Linked DNA regions of Mus musculus: all the other regions are linked to region 5. A link is a contact called in public HiChIP or PLAC-seq and Micro-C data. All regions are on one chromosome and are shown on one strand. The core of a region is the stretch at or near the end of the contact, and the rest is flanking DNA. Distances in the headings are between cores, read along the strand shown. Region 1 holds the start of Nkx1-1 (NK1 homeobox 1). Region 2 holds the start of Uvssa (UV stimulated scaffold protein A). Region 3 holds the start of Maea (macrophage erythroblast attacher). Region 4 holds the start of Cfap99 (cilia and flagella associated protein 99). Region 5 holds the start of Letm1 (leucine zipper-EF-hand containing transmembrane protein 1).

The links. Hi-C and Micro-C count contacts between places; a contact is called where the count stands out from the background. HiChIP or PLAC-seq counts read pairs in DNA pulled down with a chosen protein or histone mark.
Region 1: a Micro-C map of embryonic stem cells shows a contact between it and region 5, with 2.6 times the contacts expected there. The contact joins the promoter of Nkx1-1 here to the promoter of Letm1 in region 5. A contact is called at or near these places in 1 of 484 Hi-C or Micro-C datasets (embryonic stem cells), 1 of 115 datasets of contacts at active chromatin or transcription factors (embryonic stem cells) and 1 of 9 other capture datasets (adipose tissue).
Region 2: a contact with region 5 is called in a Micro-C map of embryonic stem cells, with 5 times the contacts expected there. The contact joins the promoter of Uvssa here to the promoter of Letm1 in region 5. A contact is called at or near these places in 1 of 39 promoter capture datasets (liver), 6 of 484 Hi-C or Micro-C datasets (CD4 T cells, CD8 T cells, embryonic stem cells and 2 more), 3 of 115 datasets of contacts at active chromatin or transcription factors (embryonic stem cells, extraembryonic endoderm stem cells and memory CD8 T cells) and 1 of 9 other capture datasets (embryonic stem cells).
Region 3: a contact with region 5 is called in a FOXA1 HiChIP or PLAC-seq map of pancreatic cancer cells. The contact joins the promoter of Maea here to the promoter of Letm1 in region 5. A contact is called at or near these places in 1 of 39 promoter capture datasets (liver), 1 of 484 Hi-C or Micro-C datasets (embryonic stem cells) and 2 of 115 datasets of contacts at active chromatin or transcription factors (microglia and pancreatic cancer cells).
Region 4: an H3K4me3 HiChIP or PLAC-seq map of pro-B cells shows a contact between it and region 5, with 7 times the contacts expected there. The contact joins the promoter of Cfap99 here to the promoter of Letm1 in region 5. A contact is called at or near these places in 1 of 39 promoter capture datasets (liver) and 1 of 115 datasets of contacts at active chromatin or transcription factors (pro-B cells).

The regions. Positions count from the first base shown.
Region 1 is chr5:33,432,519-33,435,721 of GRCm38.p6, reverse strand. Nkx1-1 (NK1 homeobox 1) reads left to right here and starts at 1,632. Exons shown (of 2, transcript NM_011320.1): 1 at 1,632-2,097. The coding sequence starts at 1,632.
Region 2 is chr5:33,377,343-33,380,720 of GRCm38.p6, reverse strand. Uvssa (UV stimulated scaffold protein A) reads right to left here and starts at 2,025. Exons shown (of 14, transcript NM_001081101.2): 1 at 1,719-2,025; 2 at 1,396-1,495. The coding sequence starts at 1,493.
Region 3 is chr5:33,333,594-33,337,011 of GRCm38.p6, reverse strand. Maea (macrophage erythroblast attacher) reads right to left here and starts at 1,440. Exons shown (of 9, transcript NM_021500.2): 1 at 1,367-1,440. The coding sequence starts at 1,435.
Region 4 is chr5:34,286,952-34,290,247 of GRCm38.p6, reverse strand. It overlaps Cfap99 (cilia and flagella associated protein 99), which reads right to left and starts at 1,583. Exons shown (of 16, transcript NM_001370805.1): 1 at 1,488-1,583. Zfyve28 (zinc finger, FYVE domain containing 28) reads left to right here and starts at 1,924. Exons shown (of 13, transcript NM_001015039.1): 1 at 1,924-2,149. The coding sequence starts at 2,111.
Region 5 is chr5:33,781,045-33,784,377 of GRCm38.p6, reverse strand. Letm1 (leucine zipper-EF-hand containing transmembrane protein 1) reads left to right here and starts at 1,661. Exons shown (of 14, transcript NM_019694.2): 1 at 1,661-1,904. The coding sequence starts at 1,826.

The DNA of each region.
Region 1 (3,203 bases), core at 383-2,882, 350 kb after region 5:
AGCGCGGTGAGGGTGGGAGGGGGCAGGGAAGAAACTGAGGGGAGGAGAGCCCTGCCCCCCTCCTTCTGCCTCCTGTCCCAGCCTCCCAGAGGCTCAGCATGTCCGAGCTTGGCCCAAATTACAGGCGATCGGTCCCCCATTATTTCTCCTAACTTTTAATTTCTGCTTCCGAAGGATCATTGCCCGCGGTAATTGCAAAGGACCGTCCTTGTGCAGAGCAGGCTCTCGGGACCGTAGTGGGAGGAGGAATGCATACCCGCTGGAGCACACGTCGTAGGCGCACACACTCACACTCTGGGCACGCCAGTTCCATCGCCGGGTCCCACCTGGGTCCTTCAGAGGCGGGTCAGCTCATTGGCCTGAGCGAGAGGAGGAGGAAAACTAGGAAGCGAAGCATCGGCTACCTGACCCTCATCCTCCAAAGCCGGGCTCGACCTTCCGAGGTCGTCCGCCGAGACTGTCCTGTAAATCTCCAGACTGGACAAGACGGTGCACAAACGCTCAGGCCTCAAACGGCCCTTCTGATTTGTTAGGGATGGGGAAGAGGACAGTTTCCGTATTATTTCTGGAAGAAACACATATTTTCCCGTTACATGAAGGGTATCGATCTTTATGTAGGCCACCTGCTATTTGTGCGATTTTTCGGTCACCCTTTGGGGGGGGGGCGGGGACTAGGACGGCCGTCTAGCCCTACTCATTTCGATTCCACTTCTAATGAGCGTCACTCGCGGGCGCCAGCCCCGCCTCTTGCGGGGGATTTCGAGTCGTCCCTAATTTGATCCAGCCAAGGGGGCGGGAGTCAAAGCCAGTGAGGATGGAGGGACAGAGATTCTGACCAGATTGCTCCAGACGCGGAAAAACAGCAATCGAGGGCAGCGGAAACCGAAACTCTGGGAACACGCCCCACAAGGGGCTGAAGACCCTGGAGAGACTCAGAACCCGCAAGAACCCCTCTCTCCCTTTCCGTCCTAGCAGCGGAAGGCGCGAGAGCCCCTGGTGCCAGGATAGCCCAGAACCCCGCGTGCCACGGCAGCAGGAGAGACCTGCCTTAGCGGTACCCTGAGCTGGGATGTCCAGGCCAACTCGGGGCGCGTGGGTTCCCACGTCCTGGGGCCTCTGCAGCCCTCCACAGCCAACTGATCCCGCAATTATTTAAAAGGCGACTGTCTCCTCCCCCTTCGCCAAGGAGGCGGGCACGCAGTTTCCAGCCCCGCGGAGGCGCAGCGGCACGGTGCTGAGCACCCCAGCCTCCAGTGGACTGTGCTCTGGCTCCGGGCAGGGCGTCTGTCTGTCCGTCTCTGCGGCTCAGTCCGTGAGTCCCGTACCGGGCCCGCCTACTCCGCTTGGGACCGTTCGCAGCCAATTAGGCGTGAGCGCTAACGAGGGAAGCGGAACCCTGCGGCCGCCTGCGGGCGCACGTGTGTGCGGCGTGTGGGCGCGTGGGCGCCTCCGGCGGGGCCGCCATAAATGCACTGGCCCGGCGCGGCGGGCGCCTGAAGCGGTGGCGGAGGCAAGGCCAGGCAGCACCAGCAGAGCGGGAACAGCTGGGCTGAGGCTGATTTTGCGGGGCGCAGGGATGGGATCCCAGTAGGTAGCGGGGGCCCGAGCCGCCTGAGCGGCCCGAGGCCCGCATGAGTACCAGCGGCCCGGCGGCACCCGGGGACGTCCCCGCGCTGCCACCGCCACCGCCCGGGCCCGGCTCGGGGCCCGCACCGCCGGCTCCTGCGGCTACAGCTCGGGACACTATGGACGGACGAGCTGAGCTGCCCATCTTTCCCCGGGCTGGAGTGCCACCGCTCGCGGCCAGCGACACTGTTCCCGCGGTGCCAGAGGGGGCTGGAGCGGCCCGGCCCGCCGCGCCCCCGCGCCCCACCTCCTTCTCCGTGTTGGACATCCTAGATCCCAACAAGTTCAACAGTAGGAGACGCCGCTGCGTGCTACTGGGCCCTGTGGTGCCCGCTACGTGTGCCCCATGCGCCCCGGCCGCGTGCGTCGCGGTCCCCGCTGCCTCCGGACGTTCGCCGCGCGCAGAGCTAGAACGCCGAGCCCTCTCCGCCGCCACAGGAGTCGCAGCGGCCGCGGGAGCTGAGCCTACAAGTGAGTATAAGGGGTTGGTGATAGGGGCGAGGACACCGACTGCTCCGGAATGTTTATGCTCCCGGCGAGCTGGGCCTGACCCAAGCGCCGCCGGGCTCTGTGGAAAGTTCGCAGAGCGCGGGGTCCGCCCCAAGCATCCGTGGCCTCCTCCCGACCCGGACTCTAGGGCCCTCACTGCTGCACGCTTCTGGAAAGGTTCTGTTGGGCCAAATCTGGGGCCTTGGGGTTGCGACTACGGTCCAGGATTCATCTAGTCAATCTTTGGTGTTGGAGGGTAGTTGGTGCTGGAGGCAAAGGGACATGCGGCGACTGACTTGGTGACTTACCCACCCCCACCGTGGCCTTCCCGGCCCTCCCCCTTTGGACAAATCAGACTAATTGTGACAAAACGCTGGTTATCTCTGGAAAAACAATTAAATCCCTTCGATTACAGTTAAAGGGAAATGTGCTTAGCGGCGGAAAGCGGCCGGTAATGGGGCGGCCCGCGCCCCCTTTGCGGTCGATATCCCATTACGGCGCATGCATATCTCTTTCAAGCACCTTGCAAACTCCCCCCGAACATCTAAATTATAGGGTCAAAATTCGGATAATTACTCGATTAAAACCTATTACACTTATTAGGGGCCGCTATTGATCGCGAATTGCATTCGACCAGCTCCTGATTGCTTTTTGTGCCCCTCCCCCGTCCTCCTCTAACTTCTTGGCCCCTGCGCCTCTCATGGACCAGAACGCTCAGGGAGAACTGGACTGGGGCCGCCAGCTCTACCAACGCGGTTGCATTGACCTTCCGTTCCTAGAGAGAGGAAGGGCAGGCCATGCAGGCTGCAGTTGGACCCCTCTCTCCGCCAAGGGGTTGGTCTACGAGGAACTCGCGGCTGCCTGCTGGAGCTGTGTAGGGAGGGAGCGAGCGCTGCACAGTTGGGAGAGGGCAGCCAGGCAGGGCTGGGGCAGGGATGACTGGCTACGTGTCGCCTGAGGGAATAGTTGTCCTGCTAAGACCTGGGAGTTGAGGACAGGACACCCGCACTCTTCATGCGACCTGGGTCATTTGAGCTGGGTTATTTTCGAGTTGCGATTTTATGCTCCAGTATGTCAGCGTCAACTCG
Region 2 (3,378 bases), core at 776-3,275, 400 kb after region 5:
CTGATACATGAAAGCCTAGAACCCCTCTAGAGGTGCCCTCTGAGCCCCAGTGTCAGCCAGACAGGACTGAGTGCATAGACCAGAATCCTCTACAGGAAATGGAGCAAAAGGTTCTCAAAGTCCTCTGGGTTGCTCCTCTATTCCCATTTCCATACCCTATGTAAATCACACTTGGAGGTTTTTCTGGGGTGTACAGCTAAACCAGGCCCAGAATTATTGCAATGTGAATACTCTACCACTTCAGAAAGAATCATTTAAGTTCTCTCATTTTATAAACAAAGGCTCATTAGTGACCAAGGCAATGAAGGAATTTTGCTTCTTAACCAAATAAGACTGCCTTGAGTAGCAAGGCAGGGAGCATCACAGTGCTTCCTTCCGAGGGATTAATAAGGATGAGAACGACTACTTTAAAGATTGGGTCCGGGCTGGAGAGATGGCTCAGCGGGTAAGAACACTGACCACTCTTCTGAGGTTCTGAGTTCAAATCTCTGCCACCACATGGCGGATCACAACCATCTGTTATAAGATCTGACGTCCTCTTCTGGTGTCTGAAGACAACTACAGTGTACTTATGTATAAAAATAAATGAATCTTTTAAAAAAATATTGGGTTCTATGATGGTACATGCCTATGACCCCAAAGGAACACTTAAGTGGAAGCAGGAAGATCAGAAATTCACAGCCAGCCTTAGCTACATAGTAAAGAGGTTAACCTGGGCTACATGAGAATCTGTCAGAGAGAGAGAGAGAGAGAGAGAGAGAGAGAGAGAGAGAAGAAGAAGAAGAAGAAGGAGGAGGAGGAGGAGGAGGAGGAGGAGGAGGAGGAGGAGGGAGAGGAGGAGGAGAAGGAGAAATAATAATAATAATAATAATAATAATAATAATGATGATGATGATGATAATAATAGGTAGCTCAGTGGTACAGTTTGCTTGGGGACAGCATGCTTGGGGCTCCTGAGCATCCCTGGGGGTGGGGCGGGGGTGGGGAGGCCAGAGCCACTGACCCAATCATGAACTCTTTACTCCAACGGAAAAGAAGAGGATCTACTTTTACTGACATAGTGTGATAGCTTTATACCTTACAGAAATCGTCAGAGGCACCAAGTTCAGAGTTTGCGCGACATTCTGGACCCAGGTACACCAGGATTACAGCCCCAGAAATCCTTTAGTGGTTCCTGAGACAAGGCCTTACTATGTAGCCCAAGCTGCGGGGAACTCATGCTACTCCCAACTCTACCTCACAACAGGCAAATGCCACCATGCCCTGGTGATCAGATAATTCCTTCCTAGGTAGTGAATGCAGGAGGTGGCAGAGGTGTACAAGAGGGCAGAGGGTCCACAATCTCCACGGTGTGGGTGCTCAGGGGACATTGGCACATTTAGCCTCAATACATACTTGCAAATTTTCTTCAGTTCCTTCATTTTCTGAGCATTGAGTTGGGATTCTCCTGAAGTTGTGAGCTCCTCTATCAACTGTGAAAGTTTCTGATCCATATCTAGAAACAAGGGACGCGGAGATGCTGAGTTAACATACAATAAATACTTCACGGTCTTAGTTTTAAGTTTATGGGGGACTCCAAATACTGGGGATTACGGCAAAGGCCCTAGGGTGTCTCTGTAGGTTGTCTCCCAGGCGAAGAAGGCTAGCCACCACATTCCCACGGAAGGCCATCAAGCCCTTCGGTGATAATTAGCTAAGGTTTTAAAGATGAGACTAACTCCGGCAGTCTTCGGTCAGCTGTGTGGGTGACGTTACCGCGGGCTAAGGGGAAATGTCACTAAATTTTAAGCAAACTGGCCGCACAAGAAACTCGCTCTCTGCAAGCGACAGTCTCTGGACAACTGCGGGGGCGACTGATCCGACCCTGCGGGCCGAGAATCTGACCAGCCACGACCCTCAGTCCGCCGCACTCGCTGCCTCAGGAGACGTAGTACCAGCGTCCCTCAGCCCCGGTGACACGGCCCGCAGGATGCAGCAGCTTGTTTCGCCCACCCCTTCCGGTGTAGACAGAGCTCTCTCTGTTACAGGCCCCAGAGAGCAGCGGGCACACACTCGCGAAGACCCGCGGCGCAGGAGCGGAAGTCACCGCGACGCGCCCGCTCTGGTCCAGTCCCTTTCAGATGAGGCAGCCACCCGTCTCCGTCATTTGCCTGGAGCGGCTCCACAGCGCAGGCGCGAGGACGCGGCAACGCGGTGACGCAACGCTCCTCCAGGGGGCGGGGCAGATCGAGAAGAACTAAGCGCGAGAAAAAGGAGGCGGGAGGGCCCGGCAAGTTCTTAAAGGGGCGGTGGCTTTGGGTCAGGAGTATGAGACTGAGGTGCAGAAAGAAGTTTTGATCTGGGGATCAGTTCTCTGGCCACCAGGAGGCTCGCGGCCTATGTACAGCCTCTGTATATCTGCTAAGAAAGCTCAGAAGGGAATCTGGGCGCAAGTCCGGTTGGGAAGGGTCGGCCCGCCTCCCTGACCGGGTCAGTTGTCCACCCCAGGACAGGCTATGGTGGGAGGCACCGTTGCAAGGCTGCCCTGGGGTAGTGGTGGTTGCACTGATTGGATGTTTTAAAATGTCAGTTCAGTCTCAACGTAGATGATTGTAGAAGATATGTCAGCTCTCGGCTAGAGCTGCTTGCTCCCTTCCTACAGCTTCACAGTGTTCAGGACTCTGGCCTCTACCAACCTCACGCTGCTTCAGCCCAACTCTTGAACGCACAGACCCCGGATACTGCCGCCTTAGCCGGCTCACAACTCGCTCTGCCTTTCCGCTGTCAGCTCCTGCTTCGCTTAGCAAAGGAGAAGCATACACCGGTCTCCCTGTGTATCCGGTTTGGGGTTCGGGTCTGCACCCATAGAGCGGGCATTCAGCCAGTTTGTGTGTCCTGCAGGACGGTCTTGAGCTTCTGGACTAGACTGTTAAAAGCATGGTGTGCCTACTGTCCCACCCACTTACCTACCCTTCCCTGAATCCGGGTCAGTGAACAAAGTCAACTGGACTCCCCCGACACGTCCGTCCCCTCCCCCCCCCTCCCCCGTTCATTTGTGTTGTGTTCAATATGTGAGGATCTGGCAACTCAACTTGTGATGTTTGGAATCTGAGCTCTTCCCACCACCTCTTGGCAGGTCCCAGTCCTCATACACTCGTGAGATTGATCGTGGACTGTAGTTTCTCATTTTACATGCACAGATTGCCCCCACCCATCCCACCCCCAAAATTTAAAGAGAATGAAATGTCTTTAAGATATTATTACATTTTTTTTTATTGGGGGGTTAGAAGGTGGGACCCTCCCTAGTATGATCAGGACAATTTCTGAGAGGTGGTTCTCTCCACCATGTGGGTTCCACTACTCAAACGGAAGTTGCCAGGCTTAGCAGCTGTGTGATCT
Region 3 (3,418 bases), core at 191-2,690, 450 kb after region 5:
AGAAAAGAAAGAAAGAAAACAAGGCCTGAGGATGTAGCTCAGTAGCAGAGCATTGGCCTAGCACGTACAAGACCGAGGTCTGTCACAAGTACCTCCTACTCCCCCAAGCCATACATTTTGAACATCTGACAAAAAAGACTGGTGGTGTTTGCTCCCTTCCTTAGTCAAATAAAGCACAGGATACAAAACATTGATCAAATATGGCTGCTCACCAACTATAGAAGAAGGCCAGCTGGGCCTTGCTTCTGCCCTCCTGTGAAGACAAACTACTCCAGAGCAGTCAGATGTCACAGGGACAATGACAAGAGATGCCTTCCAGGGAATGCCAAGACTTCCATGTGCAATATAAGCTCGCTCACTTCACCCTCGGGGAGGAAAACAAGTGCTCCCTAGGGCTTACATCAGACAAGGGAACACCAGCAGAAGTCAGGTGCCTCCCATACAATCTGGGTCTCCCTAAGCACAGAAAAAGCGGTCTCGCCTAGAACCTGTAGTCTTCAACCTTAGCTAAACGACCCACCCACCCACCACCAAACAACCACTGGGTCACCAAAGAGATGGATGAGGTGCCAAGAGCTCCAGAAGAAAAGCTGCCCAGACCTCAGCCAAGGAATGTAGAACACGAAGGCTCTGCCGGCCTTCCTTGGAACCAAAGAATTTTTTTCTTCCTCTTAAGGCTTTTCTTCCCAGGTACTTCACCGCAGTCCATCCGGTACCATCAAGCCCTCTAGCAACTGAAGCCTCCCAGTCTTCCGGCGGGGATGAACGTTTGTCCTAAAGGAACGCACTGGCGCAGCGACCACCCAAGGTCACGCCCCGGAAACCAAGGGCAGGAGCTGCGCTGGAGTTCTGGGGACGCCCAGCGAGGCGGGGTGCCACCGGGTCGCCAGTGCTCCCCACTGGCCCCCTAATTAGCACCAGAGGCATGCCCGCCACGCCCCAGGCCGAGCTTCCGGAAGGACGCCCCGGGGCCGCCGCGACCCACCTCCGCGTCCAGGGCCCCTGGTTCTTTAGTGCCCGCCGCCCCGGCCGTGGCCTCGCTGCCCGCACTCGCACGGCCCGCAGCCTCTCGGCTTTGAAGGCTGGGTGGGAGGCAGGGCTCAGGCCCCGCCGCCCGGGCCTCGGAAGCCCTCTGACTCTGTCGCCCCGCACCACCTAGGTCACAGTACACCGAGAGGTCCCCCTTGGCCCCATCGGGAGGCCCCGGCCCGTGCCCATCGCGCTGGAGAGCCGCAGCCCCACCGCCCCCGACCCCGCCCCCGGCCGTGCAGTCCCTCCAGAAGCGACTCCGGCAGCGACCCAGCCCCTGCACCACCACGACCCCTCCCAAGATGCGGTGGCGACCCTAGCCGCGCCTAGAACGCACCTTGAGGGTCGGGTACTCCTGCACCTTCAGGGTCATGGACAGCTGGGCCGCCGACTCCTGCACCGCCATCTTGGGCCGGCCGAGCGGAGGAGGCGGGTACGGGGCACGCCGGATAGTGACGTGCTACGTACGGGAGCAGGCGGAGCGGCTATGAGTCTGCACCAATCGTGTCACCGGGCCGCCCGAGCGGAAGAAGGCCAGAGCCAATCATCTTTCACGGGCTCGACCAATCGCCGGCAGCTCTAGAGAGCGGCTTCCTCATTGAATTGTCCGCTGGCGTAGGCCGCAGATGCGGATTTAGTAGAGCGGGGATCCCGACGCCATGGACGTTCGGAGGGTTGGGGCTGAGACGACTCACGTTGTGGTCGCACCCCCCCCCCACACACACACCTCCGAAGTCGCCTCCCGTAGTGGTCACAGGCCCTGCCTCAGCGCTCGGTGGCCGTTATCTCTGAATGGTCACTTAGGGGTGCGGTTTTTGCCATCCGGGAACTACTTTCCTTCATCTCCATTTTCGCCGATTAACAGCTCTGGCGTCCAAGAGCGGGCTTCCCAATAAAAGATAAAGAATGTTTACAATAGAATAAGACAGGGAGGGGCTATCGAGCAGCTGTGCTTTCCTGCCAGTAATAACATAAGGAACACTTGGGAACTGCATTTGTGAAAAAGCGATGAATCCTTGATTTGGGGTCCAAAAGGCGTCTGAAGGTGTCCAGTCCCTGACCTAAACTTGTAGTCAAGTTGAATTCCTGGAGCAATAGTAATGATCAGTTAACATCTTTCTGATAAACTAAGCAACGTGGATCTTCCAGGGCTCCTGAGTGAAAGCAATTATCTGTGATGTAGGCTTCACCCTACAGCACATGTCACAAGACCTGAGAATCAGTCTGTTCCCTAAGGCAATGAGGACTTCTTTAAACCACCTGAAAAACAGAATTGAAGTAACTATCAACCAGACCACACCTTGACTGAGATTGCTTAATTATCATGCCTTTTACCTACATTCTAATTCTTCTATTTTGAACTCAATTTGGCCATTTGTTGGTAGCCAGACAATAAACTTGAGGGTCACTAAAACCCTTTATCTGAACTGAATGGCTTTTTTTTTTTTTTTTTTTTTTTTTTTTTTTTTTTTTTGGTGAATTGAACCTACCTCACGTTTGCATGATTTCTGCAGAAGCCAGAAGAGAGCGTTAGATCCCCCAGGAACTAGAGTTACAGATTGTTGTGAGACAAGCACATGGGTGCTGAGTACTAAACTTGAGTTCTCTACAAGACCAGCATGTGCTCTTAACCCATGAGCCATCTCTCCAGCCCTCCTCGCCTGCTTTTAAAATTAAAAATGGAATTACATTTCATTCCTTAGGAAATGACTTCTACATTAAGTTGTCTTTTGTATTTTACAGAACTGGATCTTTGTTTTGTTTTTCCTTGAGACTCTATCTTGGAACTCTATGTAGACCAGGCTAGCCTCGAACTCAACAGAGATTCTCTTGTTTCACAGATCTTCTGTGCCCCTTCTCAGATGATACCATCTCCCATGCAGGTTCCATGCCTCCCTCCCCCTAGTCTTTAGTCTTATAGAGTTAGATGATGAAGAAATCAGTGACTGTGAGTCCTCCAGTCCACATTTGCACAGTGGCATTACATATTCCCCTCTGTAGCCATTCTGTCTGACTCTCTTACATGGTCACATTTAAGTCCAGGGCTGTAATATATGATGTTGGCCCCCTTAGAGGCCAACTTTGTGGCTTCCTGGATTCAAAACTAACCCAAAGAGAGAAACATATATTCTTCTCTGATGCTGTCAGTGAAAGAGCCTAGTGGGGAAACCCCCACTCAACTCCCGATTTGGCGTGCACCCAAGAATCACGAACAGACGACCATCTTGATGTAAAAACACGAGGTAGTTTAATGGCAGAGCTCTGGGTCGAAACATATCTCACGCAGGAGACAGTGGTTTCGACCCCTGTTGCGTCCAACTCAACCAGCAAGGAAAACAAACCACCAGTTCTTCTTAAAGCAGTTTGCTCAGGCAGCTTCTCTCTTCAA
Region 4 (3,296 bases), core at 334-2,833, 510 kb before region 5:
CTCCTTGGGCTCAGCCTTTATCTTGGGCACAACTTCCAATATGAAGCATAGAAACAGCTTCTGCACAGTAATAGCCCCAGGCTTTGGAGTTGGCCAAGGGTGAACAGACACCAGATAATTTATTAATCTACTTACTACTGGACATGAATTCATGTGTCTGCTCAACGTCTTCACTTGGAGAAGATGATGGCTTTGGGAAGAGCTGCTTTTAGTTTTCTTTTAAAATTTTTTTACTTATTTTTATGTGCGTGTATATATGGGTGCATATGTAAGTGTGTGCACTTCCATGGGGCGGCCAGAAAATGACCGTAGTGTAGCCCTGGCTGTCCTGGAACTCACTTTGTAGACCAGGATGGCCTCAAACTCAGAAATCTGCCTGCCTCTGCCTCCCAAGTGCTGGGATTAAAGGCGTGCGCCGCCACGCCCAGCTCCACCTTGTGTTTTGGGCAGAGTTTCCCATTATTGTGGTGCTCACCAACTAGGCAATAGGCTACATTGACTAGTGAACCCCGTGGGTCCATCTTCTTAGCCTCTGAAGTGCAGCGATTGTAAATGTCATAATGCCTGGCCTTTTTTACAAAAATATATTTATTTCTTATGTTTATGTGTATTTGCCTGCATGTATGTATGTGCATCACATGCATGCAGGGCCCATGAAGTCCAGAAGAGGGGTTTGATTATTTGGAGGTGGAGTTACAGAAAGTTGTGAGCAGCCATGGAGGTGCTGGTGACTGAATCTGGGGCCTTGCCAAGAGCACCCACTGCTCTTAATCACCGTGCTATCTCTCCAGTCCATGCCTAGGGTTTTTGTTTTTGTTTTTGTTTTTCCAGTGAGTTCTGGCATGCTGAACCTTCTTCCACTAATTAGGCAAACACGTCACTGATTGAGCTATCTTCCCAGCCCCACAAGCAGTTTTTATGACTGAGAGAGTATACAGTTGTGGACATGTTGACTCTAAGGTGATCTGTTAGTTGTACAAATAGTGAAGAACAGGCAAACATCTGAATTCAAGCATTTAGGCTGGAGGGAAAAAATGTTTTTAAAACCACGTAGCTGCCTGGAACTACATAGAAATGGGTGGAGAGCAGCTTCCAAGGAGTAAGAAGGGAGCTACAAAGCAGGTCCAGGGCTGAGGGGCTAAGGGAAGATGCAGGAACTGCTAGGGTACACACACTGTATTAAGAGGTAGTCATCTGGGTCACCTGTTAACAGAGAGAGAGAGAGAGGGAGAGAGGGAGAGAGGGAGAGAGGGAGGGAGGGAGGGAGGGAGGGAGGGAGGGAGAGGGAGGGAGAGAGAGAGATTGATTGGAGGTGGTGGAAAACACCCTACTTTTATTTTTGGAGGTGGGAAGAAAAGCGCAAAGGTAGCTCGCTAAGGCCAGAAAATAGGCAAAGATTGGAGAACTGGAGAAAACGAGTTAGGGAGAAGAGGATGGGCTGTGCCTGGCTCCCTGTGGCGGCCCCTCACCTTAACCTGCCTGCCTACCTGCGGGCCTCTTGGCCTTCCTTGGCTTTAACCTCGTAGTCTGTCCAGGCGCCGCGGGCGGGAGCGTTCACTGGCCAGCTCCGGTACCCGCAGATCGCCTAGGCATCGTTTGGGCGCCGTCACCTAGCAACGCCGCGCAGGCCCTGCCCGCGGTGGGCGCCGGGACCTGTAGTCCTGAGCCTCCCTCCCTTGGTGCGCGTCCCGGGTGGGGTACGGCGTGGCGTTGGGCGGGGATTGGCGGCCTCGCCGGGCTCGCCCCATCCACCACTTGCAGCGGGCCGGGGGCGTGCGGCGCCTCCGGCGCATGTGCGGTCGTGACCGGCGGAGGCGCTGGGTGCTCTTAAGCCGTGAAGCACCGCGCGCCCTGTGCCCGCGCCTTTCCGCGCGCCCGCCCGCTCGCGGGTTTGGGTCGGCCGCGCGCCGCTTGCTGAGCATCCTTCCGGCCGCGCACCTGCCCCGCGCACCTGCAGCCAGCTGCTCGGCGCTAGGCGCCGCGCACACGATCTGCTTGCTCAAGCAGGTCCCGGCCCTGCCTGCGTGTCCACCCCGCGCCGCAGCCGGACCCGGGCGCAGCGCTGCAGAGGGCGAGGGCCGCCCGGAGCGTGGCTCGGGCCGGCGCGGCGATGATGAACAGATTCCGAAAGTGGCTGTACAAACCCAAGGTGAGCGGCTCCAGCTGCGGACCATGTCCCGGCGTCGCGCTTTCCCCCCTCCAGATCCCTTATCCTGCAGGTCCCTCCTTGATAGATAGACCTCGTTTCCTTGGCCCTGTATGAATTTCTTTCTCCAGTTCATGGGATGCCCTTTCCCTGCATTCCGCGACTTGGACAGACCATGTACCTGGCGCGCATTGACTGCTCTTTTCCAGTACCAGACGGGGCTCTTTCTTTCGGGCCTGGGTGTACTGTCATGTTTCTCCTCGTCTGGATACTAGATGGGCTGGCTCCAGCTCGCACCCAGCGGTCCCAGCCTGCGTGCTCAGAGCCCCTACTTCTCTTGGTTCCCTCTAGCCTCACCGCTGATGCTCCTTCATCTTTTCGCAACACAATTATTCTGTCCTAGGATAGTGGGTCTCCCACCCTCCCTTCGCACTTGGGAACCGACCGTTTCATTCCCCTTTCTCCAACCTTAGGCTTTGGTCAGACTCTTTCTTCCCGTATCTTAGAGGTCCCTCACGCCGCGGTCTGGTCCTCTATCCCAAAACGGAGTAATTGGATCTTGGTCCAGTTCTCATCTCTATCCTGTTCCGGTAGCCGCCTGCACCCTTTTGGATCTCCGACCAGTCCTCTGCCCAGTCGCGGGGTGAGGCTCGTGGAGCTTGAAGCTTCAGTGGGCCGGAGGTGCGATTCACCAGCCAGTTCGGGTCCAGGCGGCGCGCCCCGGCAGCCGTGCCAGTCGCACTGCGGGCGCTGCGTCCCGCTGCCTGCCTGGGGCTGGCAGCCCGGAGCCGGACCCGGTGCGCTCTGTTCGCAGCTGGGCGATGCAAAGCTAGGATCCAGCGAAGATCCAGGACGCAGCTGCGGCGTCCAAAGCTGCGTGTTGGGGGTTGGCGGAGTCTGGGGACGCCAACGCTGGAGGTCTTCAGAGGGTCACGACCTGGGTGGGGTCACTGCAAAGACTAAGGGCGGGAGCAGTGCAGCGGCTGCGTGCTGGTATCTCCGAAGTCAGAGGCCTCCTTCTCTTTGGCCCACCCAAGGAACTGACCGCTCTCCCGCCGTGACTAGCCACATTTCTTGATTTAGGGTTTCTGTCCCAGACTCTGTGAATGGTCTCTCGGAGTGGGGCGAGTATTCTGGAGAGACAGCTGGT
Region 5 (3,333 bases), core at 412-2,911:
GTGAATTCATTGTTTTTAATAGCTGAGTAGTACTCCATTGTGTAAATGTACCACATTTTCTGTATCCATTCCTCTGTTGAGAACATCTGGGTTCTTTCCAGCTCCTGGCTATTATAAATAAGGCTGCTATGAACATAGTGGAGCATGTGTCCTTATTGCATGTTGGATCATCTTCTGGGTATATGACCAGGAGTGGTATAGCTGGGTCCTCAGGTAGTACTATGTCCAATTTTCTGAGGAACTGCCAAACTGATTTCCAGAGTGGTTGTACAAACTTGCAATTCCACCAGCAATGGAGGAGTGTTCCTCTTTCTCCACACCCTCACCAGCATCTGCTGTCACCTGAGGTTTTGATCTTATCCATTCTGACTGGTGTAAGGTGGAATCTCAGGGTTGTTTTGATTTGCATTTCCCTGATGATTAAGGATGTTGAACATTTCTTTAGGTGCTTCTCAGCCATTCGGTATTCCTCAGTTGTCATTACTACTTTGGCTTGGCTTTGCTTTCCTCCTCCTCCTCCTCTTTGGTCAGGCAAGTGTTCTTATTGGTGGAAGTTTCTCAGCTTGGCTAAGAAACTTCAGTTCTTTGGTTTAGGTCATCAGCCCTTTCAGGGAATCCCTACACTTGACTTAATTCTGTATCTGATGCCCACAATGTACATTACCGTGTGCACAAGAGAGGTTCCAAACGTCTTAGGAGATTCTCTGCCACCTGAGTCCTGAGATAGGGATTCTGGCCTACACTGGCCCAGCTTTTAGGTTCTGATTCAGAAAATGACCAGATAGGTTACTTCTTCCCAATGGGCTGTGCTGGGATACTAGTGAAGCGTCCTCGCTGGGAGCCAGCTGGAATTAGGACTTGAGCACCTGTTCATCAGAAAAAAAAAAAATGCATTAACCTCATACTGAAGATCTTCACCTACTATTCTGAGTTCACTCCCACAGGAACGTAGAAGGAACGGAAAAGGCATTCCACAAAGGCAGGAGGTGGAAAGCAGTGAGGGAAGTCTCCAGGAACGGTCTGGTGTCCCTGGGTCGGGATACAGATCTGTGGAGAGGGTGGCTGCTCTGGAGCACCAGAGTGTGTATAGTCCTGGGTTTCCACAATCCTGAAGCCTGCCATTCCAGCCACCACCCTTTAAAGAAGAGGATGCTGCCAGGTCTATTTTGGAGTGGGCAGGGGTGGCTGTGAGCTACCATAGAGGGGACCTGCCAGGAGTGCAGCCCACTACTAAGGTTGCTCGTCCTGACGCGAAGCAAGGAGGTGGGACCAATTAACAGCCTCGCAGAGTTATGTTCCCTACCCACCACCCTTCCTTAAAGTCCCATGAGCCATCTGCTATGGGCTAGTATAATATAGGGCTTAGTAGTTATGAAAATAGATGCCAGTTCTTTTGCCGCCTCTGTGCCCGCAGCCCCAAATCAGAAGCTAGGCACTGCTAAGATGCAAGAGGAACTCCAGATAGATCTGAGCTCATCAAGAAAACCCAAGACTCGGCGCACGCTGGGACTTGTAGTCGGGAGAGGCAAGCCTCCCGGATGCACGCTGGGCCTTGTAGTCTGTTGGGCGGGCTCGCCCCTCACCTGGCCAGGGCGGGTGCCGCAGGGCCAATGGGAGCCGTGCCGGCCAGGCCTGTTCCGCCCCGCGCCTACGGACGTTTGTGCCGGGACATGGCCGCTGCGGATGCCGGGTCCTTGAGCTGAGCGCTTGCTGCCGGAGCCAACCTCTGCCGTCAACCGTCCGCGCGGGCTGGGCCCAGGCGCCGGGACGGCCAAGATCCGCCGAGGAAGCTGAGGCAGCTATAGAACGCCGCCGCGGCGGGCGCATGGCGTCCATCTTGCTCAGGAGCTGCCGGGGCCGGGGGCCTGCCCGCCTCGCGCCACCTCGGGCCGCCTCCCCGCGGGGTAAGCTGGTGCTGCGCAAACGACCTGTTGTGGGCGACCGGGAGCCAGCGCGGGACGCCCCCTTCCGTGCCCCGAGGCAGCGCGGCAATGACAAGCACCGGGCCGCTCTGAGCCGCTTGTGCTGGACAGCTTCCTGTGACCTTAGTTGCCCAGGTCGCCGCAGGTCACTGCTGCCGACCGAGGCGCTGAGAAAGTTCCTTAGGGCCGTGGCTTCCCTGCCGCTCCCCTCGAAGATGAATCGAGCCCTGTCCTGCCCTTTGGCCAGTTCAGGCTTGGAAGCCAGAACTCTGGGACAAGGAGATTGGGTTGTGGTTGATGCCAGCTTAGTGGGCCACTCCCTGGGGTGGGGTGGCTGATGACCGTGCTTTCCAAGGAAACTTATATGTGTCCTATTTGTAAGGTTGAAACAGCCTGTGAGAGTGGGACCCAAGACCTTATGGTTTCTTGGTAGAAGTACAGTTCTTGTCACCTTAACAGTATTGGAGAGTCGGGTATGGTGTGGAGCCAGGCATGGGGGCACACACCTTTACCCCCAGCACCCTGGAAACAGAGGCATGTGAATCTCTGAACTCCAGACCATTTAAAATTTCAGGCCAGGCAGGGCACAAGATCCAGTCTTAAAAACAAACAGCAAAACCAGTTAGGATGCGTGGAAAGAGCAGAGTGTCCCTGGGTTTGGTGTGGTTTTTCAAGCTGTCTCTGCTATAAGCGCTGTCTACCTGTTGACTTGTTCAGGATACCATAATGTACTTCTGCCTTTTCTTATTTCTCTGGCATGTTTATGGCTTTCAAATTAGTTGATATTGTGTGTGTGTGTTATTATTCCAGGCACAAGAATGTTTTCTTTAGTTAACCCAGTTCCCTTGGAACAAAAATGCTGCTTCCCTGACAGTGGTTAGACTCCTGTCAGCTGGTTAGATGTGGAACAATAGAGCATTACTGGGTAGCAAGCCCCTGCTCTCCCTGTAATGATGTGCCCAGAGCCAACAGGCACAGGATGGACATCCTGACTTTTTAGTCTTAGAGGATAAATTGAGGCCAACTTTGTATCAAAGTGTTCTTTATTCTTGAGTACTTACCTTCTTCTTCACTTTTGTGTGACATACTTTATTCTGATTTTCTCGTTATATTTTTCCATGGCACCACATTACATTTGTCCTTTTGGCTCTTCAAGTTGTAACCGTTTCTCAGGTTATGTTTGCTTTCCATGACCTTGACAGTTTTGAGGAGTGCTTAGGTCAGGTGTGTTGTAAGATTTCTCTTTTGGTGTTCTGCTGATGGGTTCCTGGAGAGGTTTTAAGTGTGCCTTGCTCATCTCATGAAGCCAAGGCCCCACAGCTACTCTTGTTGATGTTGAGTTGACCTGGTTCCCCAGCGGAAGTGTGCTTGCCAAGTGTCCACCCTGAAGATCCTTTCCTTTCCCCTTTCT